Regions from separate parts of the Mus musculus genome. Here region 1 is linked to region 2. A link is a contact called in public promoter capture Hi-C data. All regions are on one chromosome and are shown on one strand. Each heading gives the region's core, a stretch centred on a gene start, on an enhancer-like site or on the middle of the called end of the contact. The rest is flanking DNA. Distances are from core to core; before and after follow the strand shown. Region 1 overlaps Gm30122 (a long non-coding RNA gene). Region 2 holds the start of Syde1 (synapse defective 1, Rho GTPase, homolog 1 (C. elegans)).

Region 1 (4,480 bases), core at 1,857-4,356, 330 kb before region 2:
GCCAGTACCTGACAAATACAGAAGTGAATGTTCACAGCCATCCATTGGACTGAGCACAGGGTTCCCAATGGAGGAGCTAGAGAAAGGACCCAAGGAGCTGATGGGGTTTGCAGCCCCATAGGAGGAACAACAATATGAACCAACCAGTAACCCCAGAGCTCCCAAGGACTAAACCACCAACCAAAGAGTACACGTGGAGGGACCCATGGCTCCAGCTGCACATGTAGCAGAGGATGGCTTTGTGGGACATCAGTGAGAGGAGAGGCACTTGGTCTTGTGAAGGGCCCCAGTGCAGGGGACTGCCAGGACAGGGAAGCGGGAGTGGATGGGTTAGTGAGCAGGGGGAGGGAGGATGGGATAGGGGGTTTTTGGAGGGGAAACCAGGAAAGGGGATAAAATTTGAAATGTAAATAAAGAAAAGGATATATATATATTCTATCCAGAAGGAATAAGGTGGCATGAGAGCTACTCTGTCATCTGAGAGCTTCTGTCATAAGAACTGTGACACTGCTGCTTGGGAAAGGGTTTGCTCTCCCAAAACACCACCAGAAGCTCTCCGTACTCCTAACTGGCTAGTTTCTCTCATTTGGCTCAGCCCCCCCCCCCCCCGACTCAGCGCAGGGCGATGGGTGTAGCCTCTTGGAGCAACTGAGGCAACACTGGCAGAGACTGAGGTGGAGCCAGCTGGGGCATCAGAGGCAGCGGAGGCTCCTCCCCTCACTGCTTGCACTCTCTTCCCTTTGCCTGAACCCTAGCACCCGGCCAGGCCAGAGGTCTCCATGGAAAACCTCCAGTTCACAGGCCCACACCACCACAGTCCCTGGATGGCTCCTGGTCCTCCACTGCCTCCCGCCTCCTCCTGGGATATCCCAGATGCCCCAATGCATCCAGGGTCCTGCAAAACTCAGCTATGATGGAGATGCTTTGCTCCCTGATATCCAGCCAAGCACCAGAGTTGAGGTGGAGTCACGGGCTTAACCCACTGCCTGAATGCTCAGGGTCTACTGACCAGGGATGGGCTGGCTCAGAGAGCTGCCACAGTCAACTCTTGAACCTGATCAGTCCTTACTCCTTGTCCTCAGAAAGCCCAGCATCTCTGACGCCTTTTCCCTAACCGTGGAAATAAGTTTGAAAATAGGCCCTTGGAGGGCTGGTGACCATCTTAGCCAGCCCTCTGGCCTCAGGCCTCCCTCACTGTTCTGCCTAGGGGTGGGGGGAATGGAGCAAAGACCCTCCTCCCTCCCCAGCAGCTGGCTGCCTCTCCCCACCTGCAGGACAGGAGCTCCAGACCAAAGTGACAGATATCACGACTGGCCTGCGTTCTCTGAGGTTTACCAATGTTCACCTGCCCTGTGCCTATCTGGGGTGTCCCCGAAATACCAAGTAGGCTTCTGTGTCAGCTTGCCTGGTTCTCAGAGCTGGTTCACACACACACACACACACACACACACACACACACACACCTGCTTTGTAGAAATTCCACCCTTAATGAGTCTGAAACTGAAAGCAAACAGGTCCCTAACCCAAGTACATTGTCCACAGAGCGATGTAAGGGCCATTATTGCAACTTGGCAGCAGGGGTGTGGTTCCTTTCCTCGAGGCAGAGAAACACTCAGAACATCGGAAATGCCCAAATTGGAGAATTAACAAAATCAGGAAACTAAACACAACTAAAAAAAGAAAAACAAAAGCTATGCTACTTGGAAATCTATGAGTTTTTCTCCTTAACTCTCCACCAAAGGCCAGCCCGATAGCACAAATAAACCCAGTAATGCTATTTGTAAAATCCAGAGGACAAGCTCACTGCTGATGGGGCTTGGAAGCAGGCATCACGAAACAGCCGTGACCTAAATGTCGTTCTATTAAAGGGGGAATGAGAAGAAATGGACCTAGCACTGACCTGAAAGGTTGGGAGACGTTATTTAAATGCAACAAGAAGGGAGGAATCGATAAAGATAAAAAGCACAGCAGATATTGAGAACTGAAAGGGCTAGGCTTATCTGTCATTTGGAAAAACGCCTGAATGAGCAAAGGGCAAGAAACTTTAAAAAGGGGACGTCCATGCTGAACAAGAAAGGGATATGGCCGAAGCGACCATTACATTTAAATTAGGATGAAAGGGGATTTTCCAGAGAAAACTGACTTTGGAGCACTGTAGAAAAACTAACTGGCTCCTTTACAACAAACAAATTGGGAAAGTTGCTAAAGAGCCCTTTCCCTTCAAATCCCTCTCTGGTACACAAAATACCACCTGACCATAGAGCATCCCAAGGGAGTCTACCAGGCTCAAACCCCCTGAGCCCAGGAAAAGAAGAACAGACCGCTGCCTCTTATTGCAGAACTGTAACATTGACGCCAAAACCCAATGAAGAAGAGGCATCCTCACCAGCCGAGACTTTAATGGATACAGTTCATCAGCCCTAAGTGAGGAGTGCTTCCGGGTCACAGGTCACAAAGTGACATGTGCTGCAAACACATCAAAGGCTGTTCCTGTCACTCTGCCCATCAACGGATTTGAGAAGAAATCCCTTATGGTTGTCACTGGAGTTTGACTGTGTCCCCAAAGTCCATGTATTGGAATTTAATCCCTAGTGGAGTATTTGGGGGTCCTGAGTGGCCACATATGTCCCAAGGCTCTGCTTACAGACGTCATGATGTTGATCACAGAAGGCATGGGGCCTCCTGTCTGATCTTTCTTGTTTACTCTCTGGTCCTCTCTTGCCCTCCCATCTTCTACATTTTTGGCATTAGAATTTCCAACTCCCGGGACCACAAGAAATAAATTTTGGCTGCTTGTAAATTACCTTGTGGAACTCTGTCGCAAGGTGACTGTCTTTCTCCAGTGAAAGCATTTACACAGGTTCTTAACAGGGCAGCATCTCTGCATATGTAAATATCAACCCAAAAGTCAGCCGGCCTGTGCAGGAGAAAACCGGTTTAACCCATGTGAACAAAGGGCTGGTGCAAGTTAAGAAGAGGGGGAAAGAGGAGATTTAGAAACTATTAGTGTTTTAGTGATCAGAGACCATTCACTTAGACATCAGTGGATCTGTGTGAGTACCGAGTCCCTCCCGTTCAGTGCCTCACAACTACTGACCTCATTTAATCCCAACAGTGCAAAAGCTTTGCTGTGAACCTATCAAATGACTCAGTAACAACCTTGCGCTACTTCTGGGTCCCAGATATGCAAAATTGAGTCCTCACAGAGGGACAGCACTCCTGTCCTTTGCCACGCCCACCACTCCCCTCATTCAGAGACCCTCCCCACAGTCAGACTGCATCCTGAGTCTTCAGACCAAGTGAAGACCATCCTGGCAGCCAAACATCATATTCCCAGTCATCAATTCCTAAACCGGTTCTGAACTGGCACATCACAGCAGACAGCATTTTCCCCTGTGCTTGATGGCCTAGGAAACACCCCCAGGATGTCCTTCCTAGGCGTCTATCATCCATGCTGGGAACACAAGTTCAGCCATGCTGCAGCAGAGGTTGCTGTTTATACTGTACGAGCCCATGCAGAACATGGGGGAGGGGAGCAACTCTTGGAGCTGGAAGCTTGCTCACACCCAACAAGCTGCTGAGCCAAAAACCCGGAGAAGGAATAGGGTTGAGGGAAGAGGAGGGGGAGGCAACAAGAACTATCCATCCTCGTGCATGCATAGGTCACTGGCCACTGTGTCACCTGTTACAGGCACCTGGGGAGAGCAGAAGCCCAGTGGAGGGACAAATGGAACCAGGGAACGTGGACCCAGTGGAGGGATGAGGGAGGGAAGAAGTCTGGGGATGGATTGCTGACCCTGTGTGGTTTTGGTGAACGACACACTCCAAGGGTCACTGTCTGCACCTTGGGGGGACAGGGCATCTAAGGACATAGTGTGAATGGTCAGCTGACCAAATTTCTGCAGAAGCAGAGTGGCCTAAGACTCTAGGACAGTCGGGCAAGAGGTAGGCACAAAGAATCAGTGCCACATTGGAAGTATGCTTTGCTTGAACCTTCCACCGTAATCCACTCCGGAGCTGGTGCCTGCAGCGTCTGGAGGCTGGAAGGTGAGCAAGGCAGCAGAGCATTCTGGGTGTGACCTGTATTTGGAGCCAAGCACCTGCTAGCTACAGGACTGTCAGAACAGCTGAGGGTTGTCCTTGATCCGAAAGGACAAATTGGGGATCCTGAGCCAGCTAGATGGGGTGTCAGAGAGCTCAGAAACAGGGCAGGGAGCTCTGGCAGGTTTTAGAGATAAAGGTTCAGGCCAGGCCTCACTCCCTGGGCTTTTGTTGGAGACCATGGGATCGAGCTTCCTCTAAGCCTAGGAGCTGGCAGGAGCTATGGCATGCATTTTTAAATGTCCATTAGCTGAGGGCACTCTCTAAGTGGCCTGTGGTGGGCCACAGAGGCTCCAGCAGAATGGCAGGGAGGCTCTGGGGGTGGTCACAGGACACATGCTCAGCCTCTCAGCAGGACTGTGGTGTGCTGCCAAGAAGA
Region 2 (4,977 bases), core at 1,202-3,701:
CCCTCCAGCCACTGATGCCTGCCCAGGAGTCCCCACACTGCTGTCCAGGTGATAGCGGCTGATGACAGAGCCTGCTGGGGCGGTCCTCTCTCTATCCCGGCCTGTGCGAGTACTTCTTAGGCTTAGGCGGCGCCGGAGCTCTGGCAGCTTTTTCATCTTCATTGAGAGGCGCCTGGCAGGGCCTGGGGACTTGGTACGGGAGGTTTTGGTAGGGGGGCTGGTAGGGGCTGCACCTGTAGGGAGAGCAAACTTCAGAGTCCAGGGCCTGGGATTGGAGTATGAATCTTATGGTCCTTGCGGGGCTGAGGATAATAAGGCTTAGGAACACCTGGAGTATAGGGTTTGAGGCTTGTGCATGCTTGTAGGTGAATATAACACTTTGTGCTTACCTTGGATGTTGGGGCCTTCTGGCTCAGAGGAAGCTAGCTGTGATCCCAAGGGCTCAGGTGCGGGTGGTCTGGGGTCTTCTTCAGGGATGGGGTTGTACCAAATCTCACCAGCAGGCTCCCCACTGCTAGGTGTCCTAGGCCCCAAAGAGATCTCCTCTGGTGGTTTAGCCCCTCCTAGCACCCATCGGCGGCTACTGGGCTCCAGGCTTTGCAGGTAGGCCCCCCGAGTGGGGCTTCGAGGTGTCTCGGGGCTGGGTGGTACCTCTGCTCCAGCCTGAGACCCTTCAAGGACACGAGGTTCTGGTTCTGGGGGTTTGGGCTCTGAGCGCTGGGCTGGGTGGCCTGGTGGAGAATGAAGATGGTAAGACCCAACTCTCAAGTTCCCAGAGGTCCAGGGAGGCAGTCTAGCTAATTGGCTTCAGCCCTCACTTCACATAACCAATCGACAGCAAGGAAGCTCTTTGCTAGCCTGGAGCCACTGCCTCCTTTGGAACCAGCTGTTTTGTTTGGTCCTAGCAGCTAGCTAATACTTTTGCAGTCCTAGCTTCAAGGTCCCCTGCCCTAGCCCCTAGTAATGCAAAAGGGACTGTGAATCAGCCTCAAGAGTCCAGGTCAAATGTCCTTGGAACCTCAGGACATTTCGGCTCTGTCACCCCTCTCCCAGACATTCCATTAATCCTAGAATCTTACGCCTGCCCCTTCTCATTGAGTGGCCTTGAGCAAGGCATTTTTCCTGATGCTCCATGTCTTGTTTATGAGGAGATTCAGTATTATCATATTCTCTTCTCGACCCCCTTCCAGCTTGGAGCTCAGTGTGAGAAGCAACTTTAGACAATAGGATCTGTAGCCCTGCTCAAGGCCCTAGTAGCTGCTGCTGGGAAGGCAGGGCAGGGAACGCTGGTTTCTTTTTCATTCAGCACCCTTTTCCCATTTCCCAAATCCTGCCCACAAGTTCTCTTGGATCTTGCCCCTCAGCCCAAGCCAGATTTCTACAGTCAGTGCCCCGTTACCCCGCCCCCCTTATCTTGGCTCTACTTTCTCTGACATCATGGTCGATTTCCTGTGTGTGTTTATGTGTGGGCACCCGGATCCCTTCTCTGGCCCTGGGACCCTTGGGATGCCCTGGGAACGGCCCGGGAGGAAGAGTCAGGTCCTTGGTATAGTGGCCTCCCTCCTTTAACTGCTTCCTTCCGAAGCCCCCTACCCATACAGCTTTCGTTCCTTTCCATTTCATTCTTGCTGTCTGTGGACCCCCAGATTTAAGGATCTTCTATTTCCACCCTTTGGCCCTCTGTTTCAGGTCTCTGTCATCAGTAGCATAGTCCAGAGGATTGTTTAAAGTCAGTTCACAGGCCCGGGACAAATCACCCAACAACCACGTGCCTCAGTTTCTCTGTCTTAATAAACAGGACGGTTTCTTGGGGCTGGCCACAGTAGGTGCGGCTGCAGCCTCTGGAGCGATGGTGGCATGGAATTGGGGAAAAGACTGCAATAATAAATATAACCCCGCACGACCTCTCTTTAGTACAGGAGTGTGTACCCAGGAGAGGTGCCCACCACCCAGCCATGTCGATGCCACACAGCTGTCCTCACCTCCCGCCCCTGCCCCGCCACTCTCTGGGCGCCCCTTCGAGGCCCCATTTCCTGTCAGGGGTGAGGCCCCCCTGCGGGGCCTTGCAAGGATCCCTGGGGCTGGCATCTCAGGCCAGCTGCACATAACGGTCCGTGCCCCCCGCCCCAGCCCCCCAGCCTTACAAAGATCCGGTGCATATTCCTCTCTTGCATCAGGGCTCGCTCCCGGCTTACCCACTAGGTCCCGCTGCGTACCCTACCGGGGACCTGGGGATCTGAGGCTGAGTGGGGCTCCCTTCTCTTACTTTCCGAGAGTCCCCGCACTCACCGCGGTCCTTGGCTTCTGACTTTTTTCGAGGAAGTTTCTCACGACCCCGCAGGCGGGAGAAGGTCTTCCTGAGCAGCGGCTCGGCCATGCTTGGGCCGCGGCCGGCCGAGTGCGCGCCCCGGGGCTGCGGCCGCCCGCCCCGCCCGCCTACCCCCCCCCCCCCACCGGCCCGCTCCAGCAGGAAGCGCATTCCGGGAATGCTTGGCCTTAACTTTTTTTTTTTTTTTTTCTTTTCCTTTCCCGCGGCCCGAGCAGGCGATGCTGGGAGATGTAGTCGCCTGGGGCCGGGAGGGGACATGATGGGGTGCTGGGCTGATCTAACTCTTCAACTATGAATGTCATGGCATAGGCTGGGCCCCCCATAACCATCCTCCTTGTGTGATGGCATGCAGCACATTCTGTCGGCTCCCCCAAACCGCATCCAAGGCACACATCAGCTCATGTCTTTCCTCCTGTCCGTCCATCCATCCCCACATCACCCAGTACCTCGACCACGATCTTTCCTTGGGAACCCCAAATGCCCCCAACTCAAGTTACTATTGCTGCTTATTGACCCTCAAGCTTAGTGGTTTCAGACAGCCGGGATGCTCACTGTCAGGAACATGGACGCGATATAGACGATGCAGTCTGCTGATCTCTACTCAGTCGAGAACACAGCAAGGATAGGTGTATCTCGAAAGTAAGTGGTGAAATCGGAGGTTGTATTATTATTTTTTATTTAGTACTGAAATACCGGAGGCTGGACAACTTTCTAAAGTAGACTGAGTTCATGTTGATGTCCTAGCAGCACTCCTTAAGACAGGAAGAGAAAAAAAAATCTTAGGTTTGGGCTGATTCTTACAACTTAAGTTTACTTTTTATTATGAATATGTGTGTGCTTCTGTGTGTATGGCACATGGATCGGGGTGTGTGTGTGGGTGCCCAGAAACGGCTGGGAAACAAGCACTTTTAACTGCTAATTTGGTCTCACAGAACCGTCTTCTGAAGGCCAACTCCCGCCGATAGGCTCCTTTCACCATGACTAGCCTATTAACAGGGCCACATAGAGGACTAAACTTTCAACACATGAACTGTGGCACAACTAAAGTTCAGGTCTCTTAACTGGTGCCAGACACAGGCTGGACCTCCACTGGGATAGTGGACTAAGCACCTATGTGGACACCTCTGTGTCCTTGGCTTCCTCCCAGTTCAGTAGTTTTGTGGTAATTGGTGGGTATGCAGGCGTCTAAAAGTTAAGAGTGCAGATGAGTAGAAGGAAGACCTGCCCAGCTTTGCTTATCCAGGCACATGTGGGAGGAGAAACTGTGGTGCTGCAATAGTTTGAAAAGATCTAGTACATTCTAAGAGACTGGAACTTTTGCTAGACCTTACAGCCAGAGATAATACCACACCTGGAAGTCACCCACGACTGCTAGCCTCCTATGTACTCATTGAGTAAGAGAACAATGTAGCAATCAACTCTACTTGTTTTGGATTTCCCATGCAATCAACTTCTTACAACCTATAATGTAATGCATACCTGGACTCTTAGATTAGGTACTCTTCCCGGCCCCTCACTCAGATAATGCACACGAAAGCAACACTTGCAGAAGCAGAAGCAACTTTCTACCAAAAAAACGTCGAAAGTATCCATTTACAGAAATTAGTTGATAAACAGTGATGCTTGTTATCTGTGTCAATTAGAGACAGATGGAGCTAGCAATTTAATCCCTTGTAAAACTCTGTTAAAGACTTCTGTAAAGTATCCCATTATGTGCTGTTCAATCCATATAGAGTAAAACACTTCCCCCCCCCTCTCTCTCCCCCCCCCCACACACATACAGAGCTCATACCAAACAGGTGGACAGACAGGAACAGATACAGATGCAGGCATACATTTAGACTCATGCAACAGATAGAGGACAGAAACAAAGGAAGTATGAAGTAAAGAATTCAAATCTGTATTCTTGGTTAAATGACTCCAAGAAGAGCATTTGTTTTTAATGTAACGTGGATGCATCATTGGTAACTCAGAGTTAATCACTGATTAACCCAGGCAGGATATAGTGTTGTGTCCTCCTTAAGAAATAAAACCTGCTTCACACTTGCGTTCGATGCTACATTCAGTGCCCAGGGTGGACTTGGAACTAAGATCACATTCCTGAACAAAGTCTTTTCACCACCGTTCACCCCACCCACCCGGAAGGTGTAGATCATCACCACAACCTGCATGAATTCTTGGGTCCCATTGAAGTGTTGGCAGAGACTTTTCCTCATTTCCAGTGAAGTTCTTGTCCCACACACCACTAAGAGTACAGGTGGGAGGAGGTACTTTATTGTCCATTTGGGATTACCAACTTCAATGAGGTTAAACTTTAAGCACTCGGGATTTGAATGAAACAGGGTTGAACTCTCAGTAGCACCAATGAAGAGCAGCCTTTTTTTTTTTTTTTTGAGATAATCTGGAGTCATGGATCTCAGGTCTTGAGGCTGGAAGCAGCTGCAGGAAAGAATTCCCTTCTGCCGCCTATGAGTGAGCCGTCTTGACGTCTTGACAGCTGAGTCAGGAACAAATCTCCCTGCAGCTGGCACTGGTTGAGTCATTGAGGTTGGCTTGGGGCAGAAGCCTCAGGCATTAGAGTTGCTGACTAGTCTGTCCAGGTAAGTCTAACCTTGAAGTCTTCAGGCTTCTTCCTCTGCAAAGAGCCA

Evidence for each region. Promoter capture Hi-C pulls out the DNA fragments that hold promoters and counts their contacts.
Region 1: a promoter capture Hi-C map of embryonic stem cells shows a contact between it and region 2. The contact joins the enhancer-like site here to the promoter of Syde1 in region 2. A contact is called at or near these places in 2 of 39 promoter capture datasets (cranial neural crest and embryonic stem cells).

Annotation. Positions count from the first base shown.
Region 1 is chr10:78,257,000-78,261,479 of GRCm38.p6, forward strand. It overlaps Gm30122 (a long non-coding RNA gene), which reads right to left. Exons shown (of 3, transcript XR_380597.2): 2 at 2,805-2,917. Among named protein-coding and RNA genes, the nearest start is that of Gm30122, 4.9 kb to the right of the region's middle. Within about 2 kb of position 3,107, at least 13 of the 459 cell types and tissues checked have an H3K27ac peak or open chromatin away from gene starts, as enhancers often do. A contact at or near this core is called in embryonic stem cells, where this site is marked.
Region 2 is chr10:78,589,513-78,594,489 of GRCm38.p6, forward strand. Syde1 (synapse defective 1, Rho GTPase, homolog 1 (C. elegans)) reads right to left here and starts at 2,452. Exons shown (of 8, transcript NM_027875.1): 1 at 2,290-2,452; 2 at 390-731; 3 at 1-233. The coding sequence starts at 2,377. It overlaps Gm30346 (a long non-coding RNA gene), which reads left to right and starts at 2,529. Exons shown (of 3, transcript XR_380602.2): 1 at 2,529-2,968; 2 at 4,726-4,929.